3 separate regions of the Sus scrofa genome follow, and regions 2 and 3 are each linked to region 1. A link is a contact called in public HiChIP or PLAC-seq data. All regions are on one chromosome and are shown on one strand. The core of a region is the stretch at or near the end of the contact, and the rest is flanking DNA. Distances in the headings are between cores, read along the strand shown. Region 1 overlaps ANKRD10 (ankyrin repeat domain 10). Region 2 has its middle 18 kb from the start of SPACA7. Region 3 holds the start of ARHGEF7 (rho guanine nucleotide exchange factor 7).

Evidence for each region. HiChIP or PLAC-seq counts read pairs in DNA pulled down with a chosen protein or histone mark.
Region 2: an H3K27ac HiChIP or PLAC-seq map of skeletal muscle shows a contact between it and region 1. The contact joins two enhancer-like sites. A contact is called at or near these places in 5 of 47 Hi-C or Micro-C datasets (embryonic fibroblasts, mesenteric adipose tissue, retroperitoneal adipose tissue and 2 more) and 2 of 2 datasets of contacts at active chromatin or transcription factors (alveolar macrophages and skeletal muscle).
Region 3: an H3K27ac HiChIP or PLAC-seq map of skeletal muscle shows a contact between it and region 1. The contact joins the promoter of ARHGEF7 here to the enhancer-like site in region 1. A contact is called at or near these places in 6 of 47 Hi-C or Micro-C datasets (alveolar macrophages, embryonic fibroblasts, heart right ventricle and 3 more) and 2 of 2 datasets of contacts at active chromatin or transcription factors (alveolar macrophages and skeletal muscle).

What each region holds. Positions count from the first base shown.
Region 1 is chr11:77,328,800-77,332,948 of Sscrofa11.1, forward strand. All of the region lies in intron 4 of ANKRD10 (ankyrin repeat domain 10), which reads right to left. Among named protein-coding and RNA genes, the nearest start is that of ANKRD10, 25 kb to the right of the region's middle. Within about 2 kb of position 2,647, at least 13 of the 83 cell types and tissues checked have an H3K27ac peak or open chromatin away from gene starts, as enhancers often do. A contact at or near this core is called in skeletal muscle, where this site is marked.
Region 2 is chr11:77,394,599-77,398,634 of Sscrofa11.1, forward strand. No RefSeq gene overlaps it. Among named protein-coding and RNA genes, the nearest start is that of SPACA7, 18 kb to the left of the region's middle. Within about 2 kb of position 1,878, at least 29 of the 83 cell types and tissues checked have an H3K27ac peak or open chromatin away from gene starts, as enhancers often do. A contact at or near this core is called in skeletal muscle, where this site is marked.
Region 3 is chr11:77,425,106-77,429,470 of Sscrofa11.1, forward strand. ARHGEF7 (rho guanine nucleotide exchange factor 7) reads left to right here and starts at 2,247. Exons shown (of 22, transcript XM_021065922.1): 1 at 2,247-2,635. The coding sequence starts at 2,471. It overlaps LOC102167979 (a long non-coding RNA gene), which reads right to left and starts at 1,994. Exons shown (of 3, transcript XR_002336778.1): 1 at 1-1,994.

The DNA of each region.
Region 1 (4,149 bases), core at 1,397-3,896:
ACCCACTGAGCGAGGTCAGGGATGGAACCCGCAACCTCATGGTTCCTAGTCGGATTCATTAACCACTGCGCCACGACGGGAACTCCAAGTACTTTTTAAGATTCAAGACACTGTAGTTATGCCCTCAAAGTTGTTTTTCATTAAAAAACGACAATTCTTGAACATAAAAACCTCTAAAATAATCCTCAAATTAAAAAAAATTCACTTATTTCACTGACAGAAAGTAAAAGCCAAGATCAGGTCAGGCTTGTCCAACACCGCCCGAACGTGGCTCCGGCCCATGCGCCAGGATGCGACAAGACTGGGAACACGCTCCAGTCGGCTGGGTTCCAAGACATTTCGCGCTGAAGGTGGGCACCCTCTCCGTACCCCGGAGAGCATCTCGGGCACACCTGGCCTCTCCCCCTCGTGAGGTCACACTGCAGAAACATCTCTTGCAAACCCCAGGGCAACCCGTCAGCAGCAGTCACTCCCATGCAGCGTGTGGCTCTCTAGTCCTTTTTTTCTTTCTCTTCTTTTAGGGCCACACCCGCGGCATATGGAGGTTCTAGTATTAACAAGCATGTGTTTTTAACAAAAGTGGTCCTGAAAAAGTCACTTCCGCGCCCTGCTTTTTATTCATGGTTAATGAATGCATCCCATCAACTAAATTCAAAAAATCTTGAAAGCTGAGTAACGATCCACTGTTCGGCTGGACTACAGCTCACCCCCCACTGCCTCAGTAGCTTCCTTTCTCTCCCATTCTGAACATCCTGACAGCCCTATACCTTTGCATGTACTTCTGGTTCTGGTTTTTCTCTAGGGCCACTCCCACGGCATATGGAGGTTCCCAGGCTAGAGGTCGAATCAGAGCTGTAGCCGCCGGCCTACACCACAGCCACGGCCAACACCAGATCTTAGCCACGTCTGCAACCTACGCCACAGCTCAGGCAACGCTGGATCCTTAACCCACTGAGCGAGGCCAGGGATCAAACGCGCAACCACATGGTTCCTAGTCGGACTCTTTTCCGCTGCGCCACGATGGGAACTCCCACTTCTGGTTCTTTACTCAGATAAACAACTGAGCTTTGCAGCTTCGATGGCTTCCAATCAGCGGCACATGAGTCATTTTCAACACTGGAACGTGAATATTGGTTCTAGAGTACTCCGCAAACTGTTGAAACAGTTTTAAAGGAAAAAGTCTTAATAAAAGAGAAACTCGTATTCTCAATGATTAGTATGTGGAAGAAACAGAGGAGTGATCTGTGTGTCCGAGAAAGACCAGACGTGCACAGGTATGAGGCCCAAGACACCCCCCAACAGGGACGCTTTAAACCGGAGGCAACAATCTAAGGACGTCGGTCTCTGGCGACGTTTCTCTTCATCCTCCACAGGCCCCAAATCAGGGACAGGTGAGGCCCCATCCTCACCACGAAAGAAGGCACTTCCGAGAAGGCAGGGGTCAAGAGGCCGCCTTTGAAAAGGGGGAGGGAGGGAGGGCCCAGGAACCCGCTGATAAGCCCTCTCAGCCAGGCCCAAGGCCGCACGGGCCACGCCTCCTTCCTCCTGCCCCGCGGCACCAGAGGGGCTAAATCGGTGCACTGAGAACCAGGGGAGCTTCTTGGGGCAAAGCCACAAACTCTCGACAGAAAAGACAGCCCTGGGGCTGCAAGCACAGAGAGCTCTATGCATCCATGCTCTCGATGCCTGGTTTTGGTTTGGAACTGAGGGCCAGGGTTCTTTGGGGAGAGTGATATTCAGGTTAGAGCTGCAATTTCAGACCCCTGAAGAGCAAGTTTTTAAAAAGGTGCCATGGAGTTCCCATTGTGGCTCAGTGGTTAATGAATGAGACTATAGGAACCATGAGGTTGCAGGTTCAATCTCTGGCCTCGCTCAGGGAGTTAAGGATCTGGTGTTGCCATGAGCTGTGGTGTAGTTGCAGATGCAGCTCAGATCCCAAGTTGCTGTGGCTCTGGTGTAGGCCGTCGGCTACAGCTCCAATTCGACTCCTAGCCTGGGAATCTCCATATGCCGCAGGTGTGGCCCTAAAAAGAAAAGAAAACAAAACAAAACCATGCCAAACCATGATGCCCTCCCTCCTCCCCCCAAACCCAACAAAACTGGCTTCATAAAAGCAGGGACTTTGTCTCCTGGCTCCCTCCAGCCGTGCCCAGCAGCGTTTCATCAATGAGTGAAGTCCAGGCTCTAGCCGCAAAGGGCACACACACAGAAAGCAACGACGACTAAAAATAACTCACCACCTCAGATGAGACCAGCTCCAAAATGAAGCTGGACATGAGGGTGGACCCGCCGCTAGGGGGCCCGAAGAGCTGGTGGCAGAGCCTTTGGGGACGTTTAAAACAAAGGGAAAGGCTCAATACCACTCTAAGGACAGAAAGTGATCCCTTACCCAGGACCTGGGGCACTAGGGGCTCAACTTGGATGCGCTTCCTTGTAGATATGTCCCTTTTTACATTCAAAAATTGTTTTATTTTAAACATTTTTAGATGTGTCTTTTGTTTATACAGTTCCTCACCAACACAAGGTAAAAATGAACAGACCAAAGGCTTTCAGATTTGAGTCGAGAAACCTTAACGGGGAGGCAGGCGCTAGGGCAGACAGCCTGGAGTTTAACCGAGCTCTCTGCAGGCTTTCCCTGCAGTCTTGGCAGCGCAGCTCCCAGAGGACCTGCCCGCCAGGGCATCCAACCACCTGGCGGCAGACCCAGCTGCCCACAGCCTTGCTTGAGCAACGCACCTGACACGGACGCCTTCATGTCACTCCTCCCAGCACCTGGAAAAGGGCTCAGACAGCTGGATGGGGACACTGAGCGTGTAACCGGACGCCCTGAAGACCGCACCACAAGCCACGAGTGAGAACTGGCTTCTCGAATCCTAAGGACAGAGGGTCTGGACTTGAATTCTCTTCCTGTCACCACAGATCGTGCACCTGCGGTGTCTGTCTCACACACCTACTGCCATCGCCAAGGAACTGTTTAAATATTCCACATTGCACCTGAGAAGGTGGCTTGTAGACATTCCAGAACATTTTTCTTCTAAAATCACCCATCTTGATTCCATTTGTTTTAGAAAAGCAGCTCTTTCCCTTCCTCCCTGTCCCAGCTGAAGAGAGAATTACTGGACACTTGTACACGTCTTGCCTTTCACTCTGGCCGCCAAGCAGGTATGGGCTGATGAGGCAAGACTCCAGGACCTGTCAGTGCATATTTGCGACAAAATCATCTAGGATTGGCTCAGAGGAAGCCCTCCCAGCTCTCCCTCCCCACAGGAGGAGTGCCGGCCAGGTGTGGCCACGGCCCAAGAAGCCCCCCCATGCCCAACCTTGGGGGACCAGGGAAGAGGCTTCATTCGGGAAAGTGCCCGGACCACACAGAAATCTGCACACGAAATTTCACTTAAAACTTGAGAACTGAATAAAGCCCCTAGTTGGTTCTGAGACTCTAAAAATAAACTATTTCTGATCAAGCTTGAAACCGCCAGAAGGGCCTTCCTTTGCCTCTGGCAGAGGTCTGCAGCTTTACAGAAACTGTGCCACCAAGGGGTCAACTGTGGAGCATGAGCCTGCCCTGCCCACAGAAAGGCAGGACTCGTACACACACACAGGGTTTTAAGTGCCGGGCACAATTACAAAGATACCTGGAGCTTATGGAAGCTGCCTCATCAGGCTTATTCTAGCTTTGCAGGCAGAGAAATCTCTTAATGGGGAAAAAGAACCCACACAGCGCCATACAGTACGGAGCTTTGGCGAGCTAACAGGTGTCACTTCCTAGTAAGACCCATGCAGTAAACATCATCTGATGTGTGATCCCTGCCAAGGACTTCCACACAGTGGATCCGAGGGAAGCCTGGGCTCCTGAGACGGACGGGTGGGCTCTCTTCCCCTGGGCCTCCTTAAGGGGCCAGTGCGGGAGGGCCTCAGTGCCGACCCACAACCAAGGACGACACCTCACACCCCTTGGCCTTCCTGCTGACCTGGGACTCTGATCACCAGGGAAACGCTGTCCCTGCGAAAGGGGACGGGGGAGGGGTCTCCTTGGGGGATTCCCTCCATCATGAACTGGAGCTGCTCTCTGCTACCACAGAGCACTTTACCCAGACGACTGGAGGTCCTGTTAAAGCCACAACCTTCCCACCACAGCGACCTTGCGAG
Region 2 (4,036 bases), core at 628-3,127, 65 kb after region 1:
TTTAAGGTCTGCACCTGCGGCATATGGTGGTTCCCAGGCCAGAGGTTAAATCAGAGCTGTAACTGCTGGCCTACGCCACAGCCACAGCAACGCCAGATCCGAGCTGCGTCTGCGACCTACACCACAGCTCATGGCAACGCCGGATCCTTCACCCACTGAGCGAGGCCAGGGATCGAACCTGCAGCCTCATGGTTCCTAGTCGGATTCGTTTCCACTGCGCCATGACGGGAATGCCAAGCCAGGCTTTTAAATAGATTCATGAGAAGGAATCTAATCTTTCTTACTTGTGATGACTTGAGTTTTTTTAATAGGAAATTCATAACTAAATTTAACTTTTAGGCAATTAACTGGAAATAAAAGGATAGAAATTTTTCAAAGAGCCGCTAAGTAGATGATTATGTCACCTTTGAATTAAAATTACTATTTAAAATCTCCGTTCTTAAGCTTCAAAAAGCCTTGAAAGCTATTACCATAGATTTTTTTTTGAAACCTGTGCTTTGGGGGAAGAAGAATGAATCCAGGTTAAAAGATACGTTTTTTACACACCAGTTTTTTAAAAATTAAACTTAGAACGCCTACTTCTACATGCTGTCTATGCAGCCTGTTCCACACCTATTAGTAATTTCAAACAACTGGTAATAGTTGGGAGCAAAGGGTCTCGCGTGTTAATTCTGGCTGATGCCCTGTGGCTGCCAGGTGCCTGCAGGGCGGCTTGGGCCCCAGGGCACTCGCACAGCAGCGGGTTAGCCGTGGCCTCAGCGTGCTGTGGGCTCCGTCTCTGGCCTTGGGCTCCCCTTTGGCCTCCCGCCCGTGTGAGTGGAAGGCTCTGGGGTGTTGGCCCCTGAGGTCCCGCAGATAGAGCTGTCCTTTCTGACCAGGGTCCTAACTCCCGGGGCGGGGAGGGGGAGCCGCCCGGGCCACGCAGGTGTCGTGGGAGCGCATCCGAGGGCAGAGAGCCAGGCGCTGCCGCTTACCCCGCCGGACTCTCGGCCGCCCCTTCTCCCCGCTGACCGCGCAATTCAAAGCCCCTTTGCCTCCGTTTTCCTGCCCTTGGTGATGACAAGTCCTGCCTCGTAAAGCCGTCGGGAGGTTTAAGCGAGGTGACAGGAGTCAGTGGCGGGCACACGTGGACATCCAGGGTAGCCGCCGTTGTCACTGCGTCTCTGGGTTCCCCAAACACCTGGCCTCGCTCTGCTCAGTGCTGCCTGTGAGGACAGGTGCCTTAGGAAGCCGAGGTGGACCCCAGTGGCTCCGTCACCGACATGTCACAGCCCTGGAAAAAGCTCTCAGGGACTGTGGGACAGACAGTCAGCCCCCAAGCCCTGGAGGGCGGCCGGGAGCTCGGGAGCTATTTGGGGTGGGAGAGATGCTGGGTTAGAGCAGCCTCAGGGAGTTCCCGTCGTGGCGCAGTGGTTAACGAATCCGACTAGGAACCATGAGGTTGCGGGTTCGATCCCTGCCCTTGCTCAGTGGGTTAACGATCCGGCGTTGCTGTGAGCTGTGGTGTAGGTCGCAGACGCGGCTCGGATCCCACGTTGCTGTGGCTCCGGCGCAGGCTGGCAGCTACAGCTCCGATTCGACCCCTAGCCTGGGAACCTCCATATGCCACAGGAGCGGCCCAAAGAAATAGCAAAAAGACGAAAAAAAAAAAAAAAAAAAAAAAAAAAAGAACAGCCTCAGTATTTCTGGTTGGTCCTAAATTTCGAGAAGGGGCAAAAGTCAGGGAAGCTGTCAGGTCTTGGTCAAGTCCTGGCCATGGGGAGCTGAAGTTTCCAGACGTTGCGATTTAGCCTCCTGGGCTGTCACTGGAGACAGTCGACCGGCTCCAGGGTTGTTGTCTGTGGTGAGGGTTGGTTTTCCGGGCCAGCTGCTGCAGGTTGTGGGCCAGAGTTCTATTGTTTTACACGTCCTGGCCGTTGTCCATCTGGCTGGTCAGTTTCCCAGTGTGTCTGAGGGACAGAAAATTCTGGGGGGGTCACTAAGTTGGCTTGCGAGACTAACCTTTGCTATTTCTTAATCGAGGCTTAAAGAGAACCTCACATTTTACTTGAACTCCGCAGATGTGCTCCCAGAAGTTTCCTTGAGAGAGCGACAGCTGCTGCTATTTAGAGACTTCCTGTAAACCCACTGCCCGGAAAGCTGAGCTGGTTGACGTGGGACGCGCTCTGGCTACTGGCTCAGACGAGGTGGCGGGGGCAGGGAGGCAGCTGACGGGACGAATGCCCCCAAGGGGTGCGCTGCTCGCCGTCTGTTTTTATGTCCAGAATCACGGAATGGGAAGCAGCAGCGCAAAAAGTGCCTGTTCAGCCCCTGCCCTGGAGAGCATTTATAAATTGTTATTTAAAACGTTCAGCTGAGGAGGTCCCCGGTGGCTCAGTGGGTTAAGGACCTGGCGTTGGCAGATCTGCTGTGGCACAGGCTGGATTCCTGGCCCAGGAACTTCCAAAAAGAAGTTCAGCTGAGGCTGAGACATGATCATCTTACTTGGCAGCTGAGCATAGGGTTAAAACTTTCAGAAAGTCAGATGGAAAGAGCAGCCATGAAGGAAGGGGATGGGAGGCTGTGCCTGCTGGGGTTGCCAGCCTCATCGGAGGCTGGACGGGGAGGAGTGCGGCTGCCTGAGGCCGACGGGCTTGTGGAGACTCCGTTGTGTAGACGGCTCTCCCTGGTCGCCGGCCGCCTGTGCTGCTCTTCTGCTTTTTTTTATTACTCAAATGAATTTATCACATGGGTGCTGCTCTTCTGAACTGGCCACCGTCACAGTTACATTCAGAACCTCTTGGCTAAACACGTTTATTCCTACCTTTTATTGAAGCTTCCGCTTCCTTTGCAGCAGCATCTCCAAGGATTTAAAAAAAAAAAAAAAAACAAAACTCAAAAAACCTCCTTAAACCTACATAAAGATTGCAAGTAGCAGTACAAAAAGACCATTTTTTTCCTGAACCCTTTGAGAGTAAGTTGAAGTCATGATACTCTGTTACCTGAAAATTACCTCAGTGTGTATTTTTAATAAACGCCCACACAACTATCAAAATCAGGAAAAGAGCATTTCATGTTGTGCAGTAATAATTCCGTAAGGTTGCCACGATCTAATCCTCAAGCCCCATTTAGCAGTAACCCTTAAACTACAAGTTTACACTATTCATAGAATCAAGTGAGCACCTTTCGATGTCTTATAAGACGTTGTGATATAAGATACAGAAAAGCGACTTGTTTGATGGTCTCCGCATTGCGGCGAAAACTGTACTCGACGAGGGACGTCATCCTTGCGCACCGGAACCGTGCAAACGCTTGGTGTGTACGAAGGTGTCTGGGGGGGGGAGATGTAATAAAGTTAGCTATCTCCTCTTCGTCACCCAGACGCGGCCCCAAAGGTGAAGATGAAAGGAAAATAAGAAACAGAATTACAAACTCCATCACGTAAAATAGAAGACATTCAGACCCCTGACCCTTTAAACAGGATCTTGACCCTTTAAACTAGGATCCATGAAGACGTGGGTTCAATCCCTGGCCTCGCTCAGTGGGTTAAGGATCCAGCATTGCCGTGAGCTGTGGTGTAGGTTGCAGATGTGACTTGGATCTAGCGTTGCTGTGGCCATGGTGCAGGCCGGCAACTGCAGTTCTAATTTGATCCCAAGCCTGGGAACCTCCATATGTCGCAGGTGCAGCCCTAGAAAAGACAAAAAAAAAAAAAAAAAAAAAAAAAAGAAAAGAAAATACAAAGGAATAATGTAGAGTGATTTCTATGATATTATGTTTATGTGTGAAAAACCCCACCCTAAATAACACTACATAATGTAACCACACTGCATTTTCTCTGAGGATGGATGGATGCAAATGTATAAAAGATCTGAAAAAAAAATCAAAGAGCGTTACTTATGGGGTCAGGGAATAAGAGAGGTACAGATGTTTATCGCGTTACGGTTTCTTTTGAGATTGCTTTAAGATGCACTTGTATTGCTTATGCAATTACAATTTGATTAGAAAGATGTTCATTTTAAAAATAATTGATTCTTTGTCCTGTGGTCAGGCAACA
Region 3 (4,365 bases), core at 997-3,496, 96 kb after region 1:
TCCCCTCTCAATCTTTCAGGGAGCATCAGTAAAGGGGCGCTTGGCAACCGGTGCTCAGGTGGTGTCTGTAGCTGAGGGCAGCCAGGCCAGGCTCTGCCTGCCCCGCCATCGCCCTGCACAGAGGGCCATGGGCGGTGTGGACAGTGCGGTCGTGGTGGCGGGGATGGAGGTGTGCAAGAGACCTGCAGCGTGGACCCCCTCTCACCCACGGCCGAGGCTGCTTCTAACCCAATGCTGGTGGCAAGTTGGTTAGGGCAGAGCCCTGCATCCTGGAGGGAGAAGCAACCCACCTTCTGGGTAGACACCTGTAGGAAGCCAGCTTGGGGACAGCCTCCTGCAGGGCTAGGGGCCTGTCTTTCAGCGTGGCACACATGTTGAGCCAGTGGCTTTTAGATGGTGACGTGCCCCCCCCCGTAGCTACATAGCAGCATTACCATCACGCCCAACGGTCCAGGTGGGGAGTTTGCACCTTCCGCTCTTGCAATTCGGCAGTAATGAGAGCAAACAGGAATCTCGGGGAACAGCTACTCTCGACTCAACACCCTTCTGGTGATAGAGTCTCCTTGGGCACAACACTCGATGGAGCTGATAACTGCCCAGTTTCCCAGCAAGTGTACAGGGCGAGGTTTGGACCACGGGTGGGCTGTGTCCGTGCTGGAGCTGCAGAGCCCAGGCTTGAGTCCACCTCTGCCACTTTGCCACCTGCTAAATGGGGACGATGAGAGGAACTTCCTAAGACTGTCGCAGTGACTGTGCCACGCAATGCGGGGAGCTGTGACCGCCGTGCACATGGCCCTTATAACCCAGAATTCAGACTGCCCTTTGAATCACTCTGCGTTTGCATTCGGAAAGAAAACTTAACCACTTAATTCGAAGCTGGGAATAAACACAATTCATGATTACAAAAGAAGGACTCCGCAAGAAGGCAGAGGAAGAGGTGAGCTAAGCCTGTGGGTTTTTTTAATCTTCGTGTTTTCTGGCCTTTGTCACCAATTGCATTAACATATGTGCTTGGCACAGAGCAAGTTCTCTGTAGGTGACTGCGAATGCTGTCTTAAATTGCCCCGGGCAGTCATAGCCCGCAAACAGGCAAAGTGCACACTGGGTCCCTCCAAGGAGAGACGCTCCCTTCCTTAGAAGATGGTGTGTGTCAGCCCTCCTCTGAAGAAGTTTTTTCGTGGCTTAGCAGTTGGGCGGCTGAGCTCTTCAGCTCTGGCCCATTCGGACGCAGCCAGGTCTCTGACTGAGACCTCTTGCTCAGGGCCAGTCCAGCCAGGTTGCTTGTTTGGACTGAGTGAGCTGTCCTCACCGTCCTTCCTCCGGGATCATCTGCCCAGATCCAGTTCAGGCTCTGCTGTGTTCCTGACCTTCCTCCCACAGTGTCTGAAACAGCGCCATCAAGTTAAAGCCGAGTGGCTCCAAGGCTTCCGGTCGGGGAGAGTGGGACCACCGCATCCCGGCCGGTGAGGTCACGCACGCGGACGGGCCTCCCAGCAGAGGGCACGCGTGACCCCGGCCGCGCCACGCTCCGGGGCGTCCCTGTCCCCAAGGATGGCAGCAGCCTCAGGAAAATCAGTTCCTCCCCGAATTAGGCCCATCTGGTCACAGATTTAATTATCGTTGTGTTCGGTAATTATTGGCTTGCAAGGTAGCTGAGAGAAGCAAACGTCTCGTTTTCAGCTCCCCCCGCCCCCAACCTCTTGGGGAAAAAAAAAAAAAAAAAACCTGGCAAAAATAACGTTCATGAATTAGAAGATAAAGGATTCCGGGGCTTCCGAGGAGGGAAGAGGCGGCGGAAGGGCCCGACGGCGAGAGGAGCCTGGCTGGGCTCTCGCCTCAGAGGGGGCTGCGCTGGGGACCCGCCGGGCGCCAACGGCTACGGGCGCGCGCGGCCCGGAGGGTAGGAGGCCCGGCGAGCCCTCCCCGGCCGGCGGGCTGTCGCCTCCTGGAGGTCACCGGGCCCTTGGGGCGGGGGCCCAGCACCCGGCGGCGCAGGTGGGGACGCGCGCGCACAGCCGGCCCGGGTGCGGAGGGCGCACGGCGGCGGGCCCGGGCGGGCGCGGGGGCGCGTGTGCGGCAGCCGGGTGCCGGCGCGGCCGGGGGTCGGGGGGCCGGGAGGCCGGGGGCCGGGGCGCGGGGCCGCTCCAGCGCGGCGTCTTTCTTCTCCTCGCAGTGATGTCATCGGCGGCAGCGGCTGGCAGCCGGGAGGCGGCGGCGGGGGCGGCGCCGGGCGGCCGCCGCAGGTTCATGTGCATCTAATGAAAAGGCACTTGACAGTCGGCCAGGACGCACGCGAGGGAGCGCGAGCCGGCCGGACCGCGGCGCCGCCCGAGCCAATCGCCGTCGCCGGCCTCTCCATGGGCGAGCAGGAGGAGGGGGCGGTGGGCGCAGCCGGCCGGGCCGCGGCCGCTCCGAGGTGAACCGCGCCGAGACGGGCTCGCGGCGCGGGGAGGCCGGGCGCGCCGCCGCTATGAATTCCGCCGAGCAGACCGTTACGTGGCTCATTACCTTGGGGGTGCTGGAGTCGCCCAAGAAAACCATCTCGGACCCGGAGGGCTTCCTGCAAGCGTCTCTGAAGGATGGGGTGGTCCTCTGCAGGCTGCTGGAGCGCCTGCTCCCCGGGACCATCGAGAAAGTGAGTGCCCCCCGGCCCGCGCCCCCGCGGCGGACAGGCCCGGGCGCTGGGAGGCCCGGCGGGAGGAGTCCGGGCGGTGGGAGCCCCGGGCGGTGGGAGGCCTCGCGCCCCACCTGGCCCCCGCCGCGGCCCGGGATGCGCGGAGACGCTCGGGCGCAGGGTCGCCGGCGCCGGCACCTGGTGGCCGCGCGGGCCGGGAGAGCGCCGGGCGCCGCGGAGCCCACGCGCCTCCTTTGTGCGCGGACCCGGGAACGCGGCCCGCGCGGGGGGCGCGCTGGCGGCGCGAGGACCCGGTGGCGGGATCCCGCTCGGGGCGCCATTGTGTGCGGTGGCCGCCGGGGAGGGGGCCGGGCCGGGTTCAAGGGGAACGGCCGGGGGGAGGCCCGGAGGGAAGGGGAGCGCTCCGCTCTGCCCCGCCCGGAGGAGGAGTCGCCCCTCTCCGCGACCCGAGCCGAAAACCAACCGCTCCAGCGCCGCGCACAGCTGCCTCGCAGGCTTTGTTTGAACAGCTTTTGTTGGTGGTACCGTGTGAGAGTTTCGCCCTCTGTTTAACTGACCGATTGCGGTGCGTTTTTAAAAGATGCATTTATCAATAGCCGAGGGTGGGCTGTGAAATGATTTGCTGCCCTCCCCGCGGAACAATTCCCCTGTCCCCAAGCCCAGATGGCAGGCGCAGGAAAGCCCCGGCGTTCTTCAAGTCTGGCATAAGATCCTAGATTTCATTTTCAGGTTCCTACCTGATTTTAAACAGAGCCCCTAGTCCTGGAGACGTCTCTTCTATTGCCTGGTGGTTTCCTCGGGGCTGGAGTGTGAACCTTGACCACAACTCTGCGAGGGATTCAAGTTTGCTTCCTCCGGCTCCGTTGACTAAGTAGGGGCGAGCGGGTAGAGCGGCGGATCCCTGTACTTCAAAAACACTGCAATTCTATCCTAATTTTTTTTTTTTGCCAATACATAATCTTAATATCAGCAGTTACTTAAATGGTTTAAATGTAGAAATTAAAGTGCAGACTAATGAGAAATACTATTTAACTTTGAAAAATGGAGTATATCGGCCCAGCAGCACAGTATTAATTTGCTAATAATAAAATGTTAATTAGGTGACTTTAAAAAGTAAAATGTTTAATCTTTTTAAGTTTGCTCATGTTCTGGCATGGCATTTTAAAGGTCAGAAAAGATTTTATGTGATATGAGTTGTGTATACATATGAGTTTTAGGTATTTTCTTACTTGCAACATATTTCGGAAAGCAGAATCTGCATTTTAGGATGAATAGCCCTGGTCTGTCTGTCCAGGAAATAAAAATGGTGCTTCTAAATGAAGCTGATGTCACAATAAAATTATGATTGAAGATAGGAATAAGGAGCAGGAGCTAACTTTGAAGGCACAGAATACTTGGTTGTTATCTGGATATCAGGACCTCTAGTAATAAAAGACAGATGTTGAAACGCATTGAAAATGCAGGCTAACTTTACCAAAATGGGCTTATGTAAAAAAAATGGTTCCATTCCAAGAGTGAAGCTTTGAGAAACTTCAGAGGCTATTTGACCAAAACCTGTCATTGTTGATGCATGTGTTATTTGGCATATTCGCTGCGTGCCTATTGATTGGCAGACCTCAATAATCACTTTCTTTTAAATTGTTGAACGGTTTTCTTAGAAAACCATAGCATTCCTTTCACCTCGGAAACAACAAAGAGAGGAGTGAATAACATGTTTAATGCGCAGAAGC